Regions from separate parts of the Ovis aries genome. Here region 2 is linked to region 1. The links are chromatin contacts, called in public Hi-C maps. All regions are on one chromosome and are shown on one strand. Each heading gives the region's core, a stretch centred on a gene start, on an enhancer-like site or on the middle of the called end of the contact. The rest is flanking DNA. Distances are from core to core; before and after follow the strand shown. Region 1 holds the start of SUFU (SUFU negative regulator of hedgehog signaling). Region 2 holds the start of ARL3 (ADP ribosylation factor like GTPase 3).

Region 1 (4,948 bases), core at 209-2,708:
TTCAACTAGTTTCTTAGTCAACTTTTAGTTCAGCAAGACCATGAAGAAGAGTCCCCATAACAGAGGTGGCACGAAGAAACAGGTTACAAAAAGAATGGGAAACGAGAAAAGACCATTCCTTCCCCAGGGGCAGTCCATGTGTACATAGGTCTGATCTTAACAGAGTTACTTAGGGATTACTCTCAGCTCCCCTGAGGAACTGTTGCCTACATCTGGGCGCTCCAGCCCACAAAGTTACTCTTAATATCTCACTGAAGGATCCTCCCGTGTCCAAGTTCCGGATCTTCGTCGTTAACAGCAGCCTCCTTCAATCCTGAGCCAAACCATGGATCTCCCTGACCCAGCCTGCCCCTGTTCTAGCCAGTGACCTAGACCAAAGCAGCCGCGGAGCCAGAGGAAGCTCTGCATGGAGTAAGAGAACTGTGCAGAGTAAGCAGAAAGTTGATCGGGAGAAGCTGCTCCATCAAACTTCAAACGCAAAAGCACTGCACTGATATGAATGTCTGAGCTCATCCGGAAGGTATCAAAATGAGACCTCCCCCTCATCCCCTCACAAGCTCAACGCTCACATCCTAACCCACAGACCCACACCCGCCCCTACCCTGTGCAGTCCCGTGCCCTCCGAGCTCGGAGCTCCTCCGGCCGCGCGGCTCCAAAGCCTTCTCAGATGCTCCTCAGGCCCCGCCTCGCCTCCCCCATCTCACTTCAGCCGCCCCCCTTCGGCTTCCACGCGCCCACTTAGACCCCCTCCAGGCGCCCCCTCCTTTCACCACGTTTACAGTTCCCTCTCTCCGACCGTCGCCCCCTCAGCTTCTACCAACACCCCCAATTCACTCCATTCTTCTAATGCCAGTTAACCCTTCATCCTCCCCTCCCTTGCTAACCCTTCGCTACCCGCAGGCTTCGTTAACCCCTTTGTCCCCATTCCTAACTTGAGCCTTAACTTCTTCCCTCACAGCAGGAAGCCCTCTTCCAAGTGCTTTAACCACTCTCCTTTCCCCTCCAATTCCCTGGCAAATTACTTCGCTCCTGGCGCTTTAACCCTTCTCAGCCCGCCCCTGTCGGTCTCCGCGCGGCCCAAGACGTACCAGTACTTGACGATAGCGGTAACCTGGAGCGGGTTCGGCTGGTCTGGGTACAGGCGGCGGCACTCTCCGTAGATGGCGTGCAGTCCTGGGGGGAAGAGCGACGCGAAGGCCGGAGGGGCAGTAGGGCCAGGGGCCGGGGGCGCGGTGGGGCCGGGGGCGCCGCTAGGCCGCAACTCCGCCATCGGGGCGCGTAGGGTGCTGGGGGGACCGGGGAGGGCAGACGAGGGGGAGAGCACTGACGCGCCAGCAGGCGAACTCCTTGGGTGCGACTCCCGGAGGCGATGGGGGCTGCAGCGAGGTCTAGGCTCCGCGCCTGCGCAAGGCGCACTGTCCGCCCAGGCCGTCGCCGCGGTGGAGACGGCCAGAGGGTGCCTCGGGGGCCGCGGGGCGCTCAGGGGGCGGGGTGCCGGCGCGCCCTATTCCGGTTCCATTGGCCAATGTCTGTGCCAGTCACAGGTAGGGAAGGCGTGACTTGACAATAGGTCCCGCCTCCCTCTCTCTCCCAGAGTTGTGGGGGTGTTCCAAGGCTCTTCGCTTCCCCCTAGCGTTAGGAGGAGCCCAGGATTAAATAGAGATATTGGGACATCCTCTGAGGTGCTAGGGACCCAAGAAAGCTTTGGGAAGTGCGCCGACAAAAAGCATGTCACTGTTATGCTAATACGATGCTCAGAAGGATTTATTTAATTTATTTATTTCAGAAGGATTTAAACATAAATGTAACAATGGATTGCTACAATGGATTGCTTCCTTCGTCCATGTAGCATTAAAAACGGGATTTTTTAGTTTCTAAGGCACCGGGTTGGAAATTATTTTCCTGCCTGCAATAACTTTACTTATAGTAATGTCTTCCACTCAATAATCTTGAAATTTCAAGAGAAAAGGATAGAAGAGAATCCTGACTACTGGCGGAAAGTCCTGACTACTGGCGGAAAGTCCTGACTACTGGCTATTAACTAAAGATCCCCACAACATGAAGGAAAAGAGGAAATAATTTATTAGAGAAAAATGCACTGGGCTCCTTAGAAAGCAGTAACACATAATCTCTCAATTCCATTTTCTCATTCATCAGTGTCATTTCTGCTGCTGCCACTGCTGCTAAGTTGCTTCAGTCGTGTCCGACTCTGTGCGACCCCATAGACGGCAGCCCACCAGGTTCCCCCGTCCCTAGGATTTCTAGCTCCCCATGAAAATTAAAGATATACTAGAGCAGTTCCTGGGCTTCCCTCGCAGCTCAGTCGGTAAAAATCTGCCTGCAGTGCAGGAGACCTGGGTTCGATCCCTGGGTCGGGAAGATCCTATGGCGAAGAAAATGGCAACCCACTCGAGTATTCTTGCCTGGAGAACCCCATGGACAGAGGATCCTAGCAGGCTACAAATCCATGGGATCACAAAGAGTCAGACATGACTTAGCGACTAAAGAGAGACAGAGAGAGACAACAGTTATGAAGCTATTAGATGAAGGATGTTTTAATGACCAAAAGATCATCTGTACCAGTAGTTCCAAATGTCAGTCTTCAGACCAATACTAGTATGTTGCCAGGTTTACACCTTTCCAGGAAAAACATGAGAAAATCAACCAAAAATATTTTGTTGATTATTTCCAGTACTTTGGCCACCTGATGGGAAGAACTGACTCATTGGGAAAGACCCTGATGCTGGGAAAGATTGAAGGTGGGAGGAGAAGGGGACGACAAAGGATGAGATGTTTGGAGGCATCACTGACTTAATGGACATGAGTTTGAGTAAGCTCCAGGAGTTGCTGATGGACAGGGAAGCCTGGCGTGCTGCAATCCATGGGGTCGCAAAGAGTCGGACACGACTGAGCTGAACTGAACTGAACAAAAATATACCTTTTTTTTTTTTTTTTCAAAAAAAGCAAGCCTTATGCAATATACTTTCCTTTGTTCTAGGAATATGTTCCTCAGCTGTATGTATACTAAAATTTCCTTTTATTAGACTAAGAAGGTGGTTGAGTTCAGTTCAGTTCAGCCACTCAGTCGTGTCCCACTCTTTATGACCCCATGAACCGCAGCACGCCAGGCCTCCCTGTCCATCACCAACCCCTGGATTCCACCCAAACCCATGTCCAGTGAGTTGGTGATGCCATCCAATGATCTCATCCTCTGTTGTCCCCGTCTCCTGCCCTCAATCCCTCCCAGCATCAGGGTCTTTTCAAATGAGTCAGCCCTTAGCATCAGGTGGCCAAAATATTATTGGAGCTTCAGCTTCAAAATCAGTCCTACAATGAACACCCAGGACTGATCTCCTTTAGGATGGACAGGTTGGATCTCCTTGCAGTCCAAGGGGCTCTCAAGAGTCTTCTCCAACACCACAGTTCAAAAGCATCAATTCTTCGGCGCTCAGCTTTCTTCACAGTCCAACTCTCACATCCATACATGACCACTGGAAAAACCATAGCCTTGACTAGATGGACCTTTGTTGGCAAAGTAATCTCTCTGCTTTTGAATATACTATCTAGGTTGGTCATAACTTTCCTTCCAAGGAAGAAGCATCTTTTAATTTCATGGCTGCAATCACCATCTGCAGTGATTTGGGAGCCCCCCAAAATAAAGTCTGACACTGTTTCCACTGTTTCCCATCTATTTCCCATGAAGTGATGGGACTGGATGCCATGATCTTCGTTTTCTGAATGTTGAGCTTTAAGCCAACTTTTTCACTCTCCTCTTTTACGTTCATCAAGAGGCTTTTAGTTCCTCTTCACCTTCTGCAATAAGGGTGGTGTCATCTGCATATCTGAGGTTATTGATATTTCTCCCGGCAATCTTGATTCCAGCTTGTGTTTCTTCCAGCCCAGCGTTTCTCATGATGTACTCAGCATATAAATTAAATAAGCAGCATGACAATATACAGCCTTGACGTACTCCTTTTCCTATTTGGAACCAGTCTGTTGTTCCATGCCCAGTTCTAACAGTTGCTTTCTGACCTGCATACAGGTGGTAGATGTTTATTAATGCCTTATAGACCCATATAAAAACATTGCAACCTCATATTGTCCAGGGGAAGTAGTGGCAAGTGGAAGGACTAGCCTGTAAAATCCAAACATTCACGAGTTACTAATCAATCCAAACCGAACTACAGACAATATTGAAGACTACATACTTCAGCTTGGACTGAGAATCCCTTCAAAGGGTCTACAGATCCAGACGCGAGATTGCAACCATCAATAGGCGTACCCTTCCATTTACCTACAGAAACTACAAAGCCCAGCGTACTGTGCGTCGAAACGCGACGCTCCGTTCCTTAAACTAGGCGGGGTTCCAAAGCAGCCTGGCTCGCTAATTCAGGTGCAAGGCATGTTGGGTATTGTAGTTCTTCGAAAGTGAGGTCGGGCCGCTCCCCGGCTGCCCAGTGCCGGCGGCTAGACTGCGCATGCGTGTCAGTGGCGTTAGCGGCGGACCGGGCTGGCAGTTCCTTCCTCGGAAGGAGAGGTTCTTCTGCCATGGAGTCCTACGATGTAATCGCCAACCAGCCTGTCGTGATCGACAACGTGAGTTGCATCCCCCTAGCAGGGCTTATGCTCTCCTCCCCGAAGGGATCGCTTCCCGTGTTTCAGTCTGGGCTGCCGGTTCTTTGTCACTGGCCCGGCCTGTCAGGCGGGTTCAGCCGCCGCCGCCTCTCTCCTCCCTCGAACCGAAGTCCGCAGATAGGGCGACCAGCTGGCCAGCAGCCATGAGAAGGAGAACCTTGGGATGGATAAAGGGAAGGGTTATAGTCCTAGCAGGGTCCTTGGGCCCTTGACTCAAGGGTCCTTAACCGCTCTGTGAGCCCCCGGCACCCGCCCCTCCCCAGTTTTCGATAACTCTATTGGCTGCTCTGGCTGTCCATCTTGACCGCTGACC
Region 2 (4,887 bases), core at 1,664-4,163, 180 kb before region 1:
ATCCCTGTCCTGTCTTATGTAAAACATAAAAGGAAAAAAATTTAAATTCTATGTCTTAACATTTTTCCCATTCCATTGGCCCCCAAAGGGGACAGTTCTGTGATTCCTCCAGGGCAAACTCAAGCCCTTCGGGTACATAATCCCATAGTATCCTGACCTCGTTTGCAGCACGTGGGGCTTTTGTAATTGTCACTTTCTTGGTGTTTATTAGTGTAAAATCTGCCTCCCCTGACAGACTGTAAGGTGCACGCTATAGTCCTCATCTACCCTCTAAAAACACTTACTGCCTGCCTGGAATGCATTCCAACTTATTCTTGGGTTCTCCAGGCATCAAGGATGTCCCCTACATCTTGTCTTTTTTTGTCAAAGTCAGAACCTGCCTTCTTTACAAAAGTAATAACAGGCTTTCTTTCATGAAGATGCAAACTGTCTATCCTTCCTATACTGAGTCCTACTGGTCGCTGAGTTTTCAGCAGTTACATTCCCTCTTCCTATACAAGCCATATCTAATACTTCCTAAAAAGATGACTATGATATGATATCCAGGGTTCCCCTACAGGGAATGGCGGGAAGGTGGAAATCAAACAGGTGACTGACCAATACTTCCCTTTCCTTCCAGGATTAGAGAATGTCACAGCTCAAAAACATTAGGGATCCAAGATCTCAGCTTACAGATGAAGAAACTGATGCTGAGGAGGTTCCCATGCATTGAGCTAGCATGGTGAGCGTTTATGGCATACATGGTCCTGCACTGTGGCAGATACAAATGTGAGCAGGAAACACATCTAGTCCTATTTATCCAATAATCCAAACATTACAGCTAGGGCCATATTTTCCCAAGATTATAAGACTTAGACAGGAATTCCTTGACGGTCCAGCAGTTAGGACGCCACCCTTCACTGCCGAGGGGGCAGTGCAGAGTGGACCAAAAAAAAAAAAAAAAAGAGAGAGAGACCACAAAGTCACAAGGCTTAGTCACCTAGACAGGTCCTCTTATCCACTAAAAGGTGTTTGTCTCAAGAAAGAGAAAAGGAGGGAAGAGGGGAAAATATTGAAAAAATTATGTAACCTACTACCTCTCCTTAAGCAATGCTCGTCCTTCCAGGGAGAGCTGATTTTCTCAAGCAGATAGTATCAGAGTTTGGGAAACAGGCTTTCCAAACTCTTCTAGAGTATCCTTTTGCAAGGGTAGGGGAAGCACCCAAGATCTCCTATTTGAATCCCCTACTAGGGGGAAAAACAAAACATCATTGCTAGTACTCCCATCAGAGGAAGATCAAGGCAGTCCAAGACTCAAACAGTTCAAACACAAAGTCCACTAAGATGTCAAGGGCTGGTGTCAAGGCTACCTAGCTCAACCTGGAGAATGAGACTAATAATTAAACCAGCAGGCCCTGGTAGTATATGCCTATGTACAATCAAATGACCCCCTGGCAGCCATGATGTTAGACTCCAGGCAATTTTGGAAGAGAAGTCTGCTTTGCCTTTTTCACAGAAGAACCAGCAGGCTAGAGATAGGTGGAAACTTTACTTGAATGCATAAAATGTTAAGAACCATTCAGGGAAAATCTGCCTTCATTCCAACGATCTTAACTAGGCTGAAAACCTGCTGGTCTTAAAAGCAGCAAAGCCCAAAACCTGGAGGAAACTATTAACAATAGCTAAGCCCAAGGACTTTCCAGGCATTCCAGTGGTGAAGACTCTGCTTCCACTGCAAGGGCACAGGTTCGATCCCTGCTTGGGAAACAAAGATCCCCACATGCCACGCATGGAGCAGCCAAAAATAATAATTCCTCAAGAGTCAGAAAGTACTGGATTCAGGTCCCCACTCTAACCCTTAAAATAATCAATTTCTAGGGCTGTGAGAATGAAGTGAAATCTTGTATGAAAACCATCTCACTAGGAAGGATGTGATTTCCATGAGGGCCGATTTAGCCCCCTGCTGTGTCTCCAGAGTCTAGACTAAGAGCTGGCACAAATATGGTAATTCTTCTCTGCATGGGGAAGGGGTGGGAAATAGCACCCACAATCTCTCTCATTCTTTCTTGTCTAGAAGTGGAGGCCCATTTTTGCCTCCTTCAGGGCTGCAGACGGCGCACCGACCCTGCCAACTTAGTTCAGCAAAACCATCCATTCCAAACACCTTTCACCCCCGTAAGCGATCACCTCATCCCAGCCCTCACGGCCAGTCCTCAGGCAGCTTCTTGCCCTCCGGTAGGCAGCCTCCCACCACCAGGACTCCTCCAGCCTGGATTCTAACACGGATGTGTGCAGACGAGCGAGCAACCCATGACGCCCCCGCTCCTCAGCCTGGCACACGAAGGTACTGGAGGCCATAAGGGGTCCACAGGTAGCTCCTTCTCTTGCCACGTGGCTTTGGCAGGTGCAAGCCCAGCCCGCGCCGCAGCCTCGCCTGGGCAGAGTCAAGACAGAAATGCAAACTCCCTCCTGGGATCTGGGGAATAAAACCTGGCACAGGTAGATGTTGCAGGAGGCGTCCTCTCAAGATCCTTACCTGGACCCGGGAGAAACAGACTGACACAGCTGCTTCCAGAAGCAGCCCGCTTTGGCAGCCAAGCCAGGATGCACTTCTGGCCTCCGCCCGGGAACCTCCCCTCGCCCCGCCCGCACGCCCTCCCTCTGGACCAATCACAAGCCGGGTGGCCCCCGGCAGCCACGTGGGCGAGGTTTCACCATTCCCCAGGTCTGTGCAGCCCGCCGCCTTCTCCCGCCTCTCCAGCAGCCCGCCTGCGCAGTGGGAGGGCACATTGACGCGCTTGCGCACATTGGGGAAAGCGGAGCTGGACCCCGCCCCGTTCTGCTGCTTTGCTCCTCTGCCGTGCGTACGGGGGACGTCGGGGGCGGCGCCGTCGCAGTTGCCCCTGGTAACGGGGGAGGCAGGAGGAGGAGGAGGAGGGACTCGGCGGGAGGATGGTGAGTGTGAGGGCCTGGGTCCCTCCGGAGCTGGTCGGTCACCTGCTTCCCTTCCCCTGGCCCAAGGCAGGGCACTGCGCTTAAAGACAGGAGGGAACGGACTGGCGCTCAGCCTGATGTCCGGGTCCTGGATTGGTTTCGGGGGGCGGCAGGGAGTCCCGAGTGTGGGCCCTGGAGAGAATCTGGGCCTGGGGAGGAAGGCGGAGCTTGCAACCTGTCCGAAACTAGGGGAAGGGGCTGGAAGGGTGCTGGGTTGTCGCGGTACGGAGCCAGGGCTCCATCATTACTCTGGGGATTGGGATGAGGGCGGATCCGAGGAGCTGCGGAGAGCAGCTTCTGCACGCAGGATTAAATCTTCCCAAGGAATCGGCCTCCCAGTGCCGCAGGAGAGTGGGGTTCACCAGTGCCCGGCTAGAAGCGGGGAGAAGGGCCAGCGCTGCTGTCTTTGAGGTCGCGCTGGCGGTACCAGGGGAGATGGTAGCCTAGCTCTCCTGTTCCTCGCGGTGTGAGGGCCTCTGGGGGGTAAGGGTGTAAATCCCCGGACACAAAGAGGTGCCGCTTGGAAGGGATGTCTGGTGTATTTTAAGCCGTCTCGGTGTCTGAGTGGCGGGCGCGCTTCTGCAGTCCCGAGTTTTTTATTTCCTGAGGGTTCTGCAAGGTCTGGTTGTTGGTGATAGCCAGTCTCCTGTTCAATACGTGTTGGTGGAGACAGATTTGCTGCCCGATCCTTAGTATTTACTTCGGACCTGTTGCCACCTTCCTTTGCATATGACCACACCAGAAGCAAAGGCCTTAGTCTCAGTTTGGAGTAGATTAAAAAAGGAGAGTGGCCATCAGTTTGGGGCTAGCCTTGTCTCTGTCAGGCCAGAATAAAGCTTTCCCAAATACGTAAATTATGTGACGTATTTGACGCTTGACACTGTTCCTTGTTGATTTCTCTGCACTTAATTGGAGGGTATTAAAATGAAATTGAGTGGTTTTAAAACTAGTGGGAGAAACAATTTATTTCGGAGCGTTTGGAGCAGGCTGATAAATTTACCAGCTGCAGAAAGCTAGCACTCAAGCTTACAGTTCCTTCCCTGTCCCAACTCCAGTCCCTTTTTGACTTTTAGAACTGTTGAACCACTTCTATTGATTTATGAAGTAAGAAAAAGCTAGATGTCCAGAAGGAAAAAAAAAAACACATGTACATTTGGTTAGATTATCCAGTGAGTAAATTTTGATAGGAAAAATTTATTTCAATTGATTTAAAATTGTCACATTGTTAAAGAAGTAGCATTATTGGATCTGAAGTTGCCAATCACATTTCAACACTTGCTACACTGCAGTTTTATTAACCTCAGGCTAAACAGATTTTTAAATGTTTGCTTTTTATTAATCGTTTATACATGAGCTGTCCATTTAAAGGCTAAGTTTTTCTCAACAAATGAGTACAAACATAAATATTTACACAGAAAATAACTAGAATTGAAATGAAAAAGGCATGCCAAACCAACAGAGAAAGGCATGGCATCATAAAGGAGAAACGCATGAGAGCGGGCTAACTTTTCCCAGTTTGTTTATCAGTGAAGTGGACTGTGTAATTTCATGACTGTTTAATTTATAATTACAAGCCACAATAAATTAACCACTGTTTATGTTTCCAGGTACAGATTGACACTTTATACAACAAATTGACAGTGTACACAACACTATTGTATACAACTGTTGTATTCAGTGATCAAGACAGATTTTGTTTTTCTTTTTTTAATTTTTTTTCCTACAATAAATAATAAGGAATTAGGGCAGATTATTCAGGAGTCTTCATCTGGTTTCCAAAATACACTTTTTTTCTATCTCCAAAAGTATGAGCTATTTTTAGAACTCGATAAGTGGAACACGGAATTTAAAGGGTCAGTGGTATGATTAAGTATGTCATATCTGATACCCATGGGTCCCCATAGTAACTCTTCA

Evidence for each region. Hi-C and Micro-C count contacts between places; a contact is called where the count stands out from the background.
Region 2: a Hi-C map of hypothalamus shows a contact between it and region 1, with 4 times the contacts expected there. The contact joins the promoter of ARL3 here to the promoter of SUFU in region 1. A contact is called at or near these places in 2 of 16 Hi-C or Micro-C datasets (hypothalamus and skin fibroblasts).

What each region holds. Positions count from the first base shown.
Region 1 is chr22:22,876,852-22,881,799 of ARS-UI_Ramb_v3.0, reverse strand. SUFU (SUFU negative regulator of hedgehog signaling) reads right to left here and starts at 1,458. Exons shown (of 12, transcript XM_015103389.3): 1 at 1,089-1,458. The coding sequence starts at 1,270. ACTR1A (actin related protein 1A) reads left to right here and starts at 4,483. Exons shown (of 11, transcript XM_004020147.5): 1 at 4,483-4,596. The coding sequence starts at 4,549.
Region 2 is chr22:23,057,856-23,062,742 of ARS-UI_Ramb_v3.0, reverse strand. It overlaps ARL3 (ADP ribosylation factor like GTPase 3), which reads left to right and starts at 2,913. Exons shown (of 6, transcript NM_001162553.2): 1 at 2,913-2,934. The coding sequence starts at 2,932. It overlaps SFXN2 (sideroflexin 2), which reads right to left and starts at 2,585. Exons shown (of 13, transcript XM_042238855.2): 1 at 2,516-2,585.